Linked DNA regions of Mus musculus: region 1 is linked to region 2. Evidence: chromatin contacts called from public targeted proximity ligation data. All regions are on one chromosome and are shown on one strand. The core of a region is the stretch at or near the end of the contact, and the rest is flanking DNA. Distances in the headings are between cores, read along the strand shown. Region 1 overlaps Gnaq (guanine nucleotide binding protein, alpha q polypeptide). Region 2 has its middle 22 kb from the start of Gnaq.

What was found.
Region 1: a contact with region 2 is called in a targeted proximity ligation map of the HPC-7 cell line, with 7 times the contacts expected there. A contact is called at or near these places in 33 of 484 Hi-C or Micro-C datasets (B cells, the C2C12 cell line, the CH12 cell line and 19 more) and 11 of 130 datasets of targeted methods (CD8 T cells, the HPC-7 cell line, astrocytes and 8 more).

The regions. Positions count from the first base shown.
Region 1 is chr19:16,316,857-16,320,074 of GRCm38.p6, reverse strand. The region is part of intron 3 of Gnaq (guanine nucleotide binding protein, alpha q polypeptide); the gene reads right to left. Among named protein-coding and RNA genes, the nearest start is that of Mir496b, 3.5 kb to the right of the region's middle.
Region 2 is chr19:16,109,349-16,112,877 of GRCm38.p6, reverse strand. No RefSeq gene overlaps it. Among named protein-coding and RNA genes, the nearest start is that of Gnaq, 22 kb to the left of the region's middle.

The DNA of each region.
Region 1 (3,218 bases), core at 160-2,659, 210 kb before region 2:
AACTATTATTATTATTTCTATTAGTACCATGACTATATTACAAATCCTTTTGGGATTATTTACCAGCAAGGGTTATGAATTGACATAAAAGGACAAAGTGAAAGCTGACAGTGTAAGAATGTGACATCACTTAAAACGCATTCTATTACACTGCTCACCGTGAGTCTGAATCTTAACTTCCGGTGTATAATAACTCCTGTAAGAAAGAAGCAAGCTAACCTGTACAAAGGATGAATCAGGAATCCAGGCCACTCTACAGCAGGCCAATGAAATATAAAACAGGTCTCTTTAGTAGTAGAAAAGCCTTAAGAGACACAGTTGCCAGATGAAATTTGTAGTCCTAAAATTACCCCCATCTGAATGACATTTTGGAAGAACCCAGGGAGTCTCAACATGAACTCACTGGCTTTAGGTATAATTTATGGGCCTTTTATTTAGAAAAATGTAAATTTTTAAACAAAGATATATATAATGAAATGATACAAGATGTTATAATTTATTATTTCCACAAAAACATCATCTAAAATAACTAAGTATATACATTTACATAAATGCAACTTAGGAAGTCAGCTTATTCCCGAACTATAGAAAAGTCGGAGTATGTAAAGAACAATCAGTTAGGGGACTTCAATCAGCTTGTGCCAAGGGCACAGGTATCGTCTCTGTCAAACCAGCAGGTCAGATTCTATGCTAAACTCACGCTGGCAGAATTCTAAGGTGATGGCGTTCTAAGGTGGAAAGACTGCCCAGGACAGCTCTTGGCCTAAACAAACATTACAGAAACATGCAAATTCCCTATTAAGTAATGGGTACAAGTCTCAAAATCCACAAATCTTCCTGACATATTATCATGAGAGATGACAGAGGCTGTCTCAAGAGCATTTCCATGGGAGATTAAGTTTCGTGCAAAAGGAACATTTCATTAGTTGACCCCCCGGGGGGATGGGGGGACGAGGGACGGGACGACAACAACAGATTAGCTTCTTCATGGACAGCCACACTCTGGTGGATACTTAACTCTGTGGTAGACACCTAAGATATTGGAGTTTTGACTCCCTGCTATCAAGGCCTCTCTATAGGCAGAATAATTATAACTGATGGCTAAAGAAAAAAGAGAGAGAGAGAAGTAGACAGGGGAAGAGATAGTGTATAAAATAAGCATGAACAGAGGCTGGCTTCTGCTCAGTGTAGAGCACGTGTTGCAATGCAGAAGGTTCTAGGTTCAATCTGCAGTCCTAGAACAAGAAAGAAGGAAGGAGGAGAGAGAGGGGGAAGAAGGAGAGGGAAGGACGGAGCCATGGTGCGTTACTTTGAAACAGGATCCTGCTAGCAAAGTGCAGGGCAGAAGGGAGTTAAAGGAGAAGCAGAGAGGAGAGTCACAGTGAGGGTGGAGGAGCAAACAACAGGAGGGTGAGACATAACGGACAGGAAGAGGGAGGTGGATAAACAGCTCAACATGGGCCACTGATGAAATCTGAAATGGCAAAGGAAACAGAAGGAAAGAGGAGGCAGGAAGTAAAAGACAGACAGCTGGTCAAAGGTAGAGGAGGCAGGATTTGCAACAGACAAGAAGTGAATGCACGTTTTTTCTATCTATGTACTCAGTTTACAGTGACTTGCAACCAGGGAATGAGGAGGGAGGGAAGGGAGTGGGCAGGGCCGGTGGAAGGGTGAAGAAGGTCGGCAGAAAGTAACGGATCCGGAACCAGAAGGGTGATGTGGAAGAAGGATGGGGCGGGAAGGACAGACAGTAACAACACACACGTCAGATGACTGCACATACTGGAGCGCATGCTAAAAAGGACAGACGGAATCCTGCTGTCAAGTCTGGAATTACATGACTCAAACTCAGCAGATAATATCAAAGTACTTTATTCAGGCAACATTTCTATGGCAGAACCATAACGGCGTGTCTTATGCAAATGTCTAGAAAGACAGAAATTAACTTCACTGTAAAGAGAATGCATAAGCCCTGGACCTTGCAGGCATTACCGAGGGACATCCATCAGCCACTAGGCCCCTCAGTTTGCTCTGAAGTCCACTCTTGTCCACTAGGTTGTTCTAGGTTAGGGACAGGCTTTAGGATGAGAAATATTTCCCACCCTTTCTTGTGTCTGACCAGAGCCAAAGTAAGAGAGGGATGGCATGTTAACATCATTAATGTAGATGGAAATCTGGCTAGATAACTAAATAATCCAAAACAAACACAACCCACTTTTTGTTTCAGATCTTAGCTATCTAGATTCCTGGCTACATTGATGATATTAATCCCACGGGGAACTTCATCTCTGTATGGACATTTGAAGACAGAATTAACAGATCTCCCTCGGATGCAAATCACTCCCAGGTACATGAGATTAACTGGCAGCTCACACAATAATTCTGGAATGCATGCAAAATTAAAACTCATAAAACTCTTCCTGCAAAAGAAAACCCATCTATCAATAATTGTTCTTTGAAAGTTGACAAGGGTCTAAGAATTAGAAACTAGGAAGTCTTATGTTTTCAGAAGCCACGATCAAACACATGTTTCTTTGTAATTTCTAGCTTATTTAAGTATTATGTCATCCAATACTAAGATCAGAATTTTTACTTCGTTTGTTATCTTTATTATTATTTATTATTTAATCTTTTTACAGTCCAGACTTTATCCCCCTCCTGGTCCACCCTCTGACTGTTCCACATCCCATACCTCCTCCTCCCACAGCCCCCTCCCCTGTCTCCAAGAGGATGTTCCCCAGCCCTCCACCCCCACCCCACCAGGCCTCCCCACTCCCTGGGGCCTCAAGTCTCTTGAGGGTTAGGTAAGTCTTCTCTCACTGAGTCCAGACCTGGCAGTCCTCTGCTGTATATGTGTTGGGGGTCTCATATTGGCTGGTGTATGCTGCCTGGTGGCTGCCAGTGTCTGAGAGATCTTGGGGGTCCAGGTTAGTTGAGACTGCTGGTCTTCCTATAGGGTCGCCCTCCTGTGATGGCTAAATGCAACTTGGGAGGGAAAGGGTTTATTTCAGCTTACATTTCCAGGTAACAGTCCCTCACTGTATGGTGGAAATTCAAGCAGGGCAGGAACTGCAGCAAAGCCACAGAGGAACACTCCTTACTCGACCTGCTTTCTTACAGCCCCAGGGTCATCATTCTAGGGGTGGCATTGTCCACAGTGGGCTGGGCCCTCCCACATTAGTCATTAATTAAGAAAATGGCTCACCGGCTTGCCAACA
Region 2 (3,529 bases), core at 813-3,312:
CAGCCCGTAGAGTTGTCTTCTGTGTTTCTGTCCAAGGGTTAATACTGTTGTCAGCTTTAACCAGAGAAGTTTCTTATTGCCGCGCTCACTGTGGCTATGGAGAATCATAACGAGTTAACGTTCTGAGAATGAGTACTAACTGCCCAGCCACAATGGAACATCTATATCACCTCTTCCACGGCTCAAAAAACACTGTGGGAGAAGAGATGGAAGCACTGGAGAGCCAGAGGAAGGGAAGGAAAGTGGTATGGAACGCTGACTTCCAGGGATGACATAGCTGCAGCACTCTTAATACGTGATAACTGGGGTTACTTATACAAGGTTCTGCACAAGATTAGACCATTGTATCAATAGTCTATTATGGAAAGAGTTGGGGCTTCCAAAACCCCACCTATGCACGAGGATTTATATATAGTTAATGGTTGATGAAGAAGGAAGAGGTATTCTCTTCAGTATTATAGTCACTGGTAAAGTTCCCACACATTTGTCAACAAACTTTTATTCATGCTCTTGTAAATAACCTTAATGAAACTACACACACACATACACACACACACACACACACACACACACACTCACACACACACACTCACACACACACTCACACACACACTCACACACACTCACACACACACACACGCACACACACACACACACTCATACACTAAAAGGGGGGCTACCTGGAAGAACAAATGGACTCATCAAGACAAGGTAATAGCCTTGTGTGAATATGATAAACACACACATATGTATGTAAGAAAATGTCATAATGAAACTCTAATATATAATTAACACGTGCAAATAATGTTGCCAGTATGAGACTCTGGTGTCTAATTGTTTAACTCCTCTCCTGGTTCCATTTCTCTGTCCAGTTTATTGACTTTCTCTGGCTTCATTCTGGACTTAGTGCTGGGTACCTTGACTTTTGTTAGAGATACAATCCAGAATCTAATCTAAAAAGCTACTACATTAGTGGTCTTTAAATTCTGGAGCAACGGAATTCTCATCTAAGACTAGGACAGAATTTTTTTTTTTTAAGATTTACTACATTTATATGAGTACACTGTAGTTGTCTTCAGACACACCAGAAGAGGGCATCTGACCCCATGACAGATGGTTGTGAGCCCCCATGTGGTTGCTGGGAATTGAATTCAGGACCTCTGGAAGAACAGCCAGTGTTCTTAATCTCTGAGTCATCTTTCCAGACCCTAAAACACTCTTAAGACTATATTCTTACTCTTTAAAACTATATTTTTGTTGCCTGGAAGCCATAGGAAGCTATGATGAAGACTCCAAGCATATGATCATGCTACTGGAGTGATTGTCATTTTAGAGTATCACTAATATTCTCAATATAATTCATGCAATAAATATCACAAGTCTCGTGCACCATTGCATCAGCTTCCTTGCTTTTCTTCCTCTGTGCTCACTAGAAGCACATCTTTTGGCTACAAGTATCAGGACACTAACATGCCTGAAGATAATTGGGCACAGCCACATCTCAATTCTACAGGACAATTTAGTACAGAGATGGAAACCTGAGGTCCAATCCTAAATTCTTCATAGAGAGTTATAACTATCCATCATACACAGAAGCCACTGGATTCAGAAAAAGAAAATAGTAATATTATTATTAATTGACTCATGTGGTTTAAAATCATAAAGGACAGTTTCTTCAAGGAGAAGCAGGGACACAGCCAACCAATGGTACCCTAGGGAAAACAGGTTACAGATGATGAAATTGAGATGTGTTTACTGCTGGGTTTGATGTATGTGAGAGAAGCGAAATACTCAGAGAGACAGGGGTCATTGACAGAGCATGCTCATTCAAAAGTGTCTGCGAGAGAATAGTCTTAAAATAAACGAGCAACCCTTCTGAGGCCCTGTCCCTTTAATATTTTGGAAGAATCAATGAGATGTGACAATGACAAGGTTGGTAAGGATACCACCAACACTTCCTCATTTTGCCTAAGGAAAACCTCAGGGTATAACTTGGCCTGGTAGAGTTAGCAATCTGGCCCAGGAAGGCAGCACATTCATTAGTCAGAGGCAACTTATGCTACCAAGAAAGAGCTTCAGAAGGGAAAGTCTAAGTGCCGTATCCAGGAAGTAGGAAGTACCTCCATATGGTTGTGTAAGGATGTTATTTTACTGTGGAGACCAATCTTACTAGCTAGAAATGGGTAACAAGTGACTTTTCTACCTAGTGCAGGGCAGAACAGTGAGAAAAAAAAAAAGAAAGAAAAGAAAAGAAAGTTAATTAAATCCTTTTCTTTCCAAGCATTTTGTATATATCACTTTTTGTTTTAGAACATTTTAACATTTGCAGAGGAGTTGCAGTGGAGTGGAGATTTCCCCAAAAGCTGAATACAAGTGTTTATAGTTCATGTCCAGCAGCGTGCCATCTCCTCTGTAACATTGGCCTCAGCTCCCAGAAATGTCTGGATCGGAACCTTACGGAACTTTTCTTATGCACAGTACATTCCTCAAAGGATTCTTGGTTCACATTGTAAAATTGTAACATTCCTAACAACTTTGTATTGAATAAAGATATGCATCAAAATGAGCTTTCTCTGTCGAGAAGATGTACATGCGGCCAGTATGTTGTTACAGAACAGAGTATTAAAAACTTTTCTGTGCCCTTTCAGGTCCTCAGGTGGTCATGAGATAGGCAGAGGGGGCTGTGGTGAATCTGATGACCCACCGTCCAGTTTTTCATGAAGAAAAGGCTTGCAGCCTAGCTTTCAGAAATGGCTGTCACAGGGATGTTGACACAGGAAATGTTCAGAGATGGTGTACACAGGAAAGAGCCACTTCACAATAATGTTACACCATTTTTTAGGACAGCTGTTTCTGTATTATTGCAGAGTAACAACTTCAAATTTTTCAATGGCATGTAAAAACAAACAAACAAACAACAGCAAACCCATTCCTTTCTATATGGCTCCCTGCCTTACTTATAGATAGAGTCTTTCTATAGAGCCCAGGTTGACTTTAAATTCATGATTTCCCTGCCTCAGTCTCCCCCATGCTGGCATTACAGGCATGATCATTACCCATTACTTTCTTGTGTGTTTATCTGGAGGTCAGTTAGCCTCAGCTAAGTTGTAGGTTTATATTGATGTCATCTGGTATAGGCACAAAGTCACAACTCTGTTTCAGGCACCAAGTCTCTCACTCTAAAATGCCTAAAAGAGCAACAGCTACTTAGGTTATGTCCTGCCTTCACGTAAGTGAATGGTAGAAGGTTCTGGAAGGCTGGAATGAGTCATAAGATCTCATTTCAAAGCTCAGCCAGTCCCTACTGCTCTTATTCCACTGGCCAAAATAAGTTCAACATCCTTGGAGAATGGGAGGTACAGTCCATGAACTACAAGGAAAGTGAATGAAGGCCCATGAGCAAAGCATTCTGTCTACTGCAAGCATCCTGAAAGATGAGTGGATTTTTCTAAAGCTAAGGAGCCTTCTGGGGGAAGGGAGAATGGGAGCCCCGCTTGTTCTCTTGGAGAACTTTAAATTAGGAAAGTTT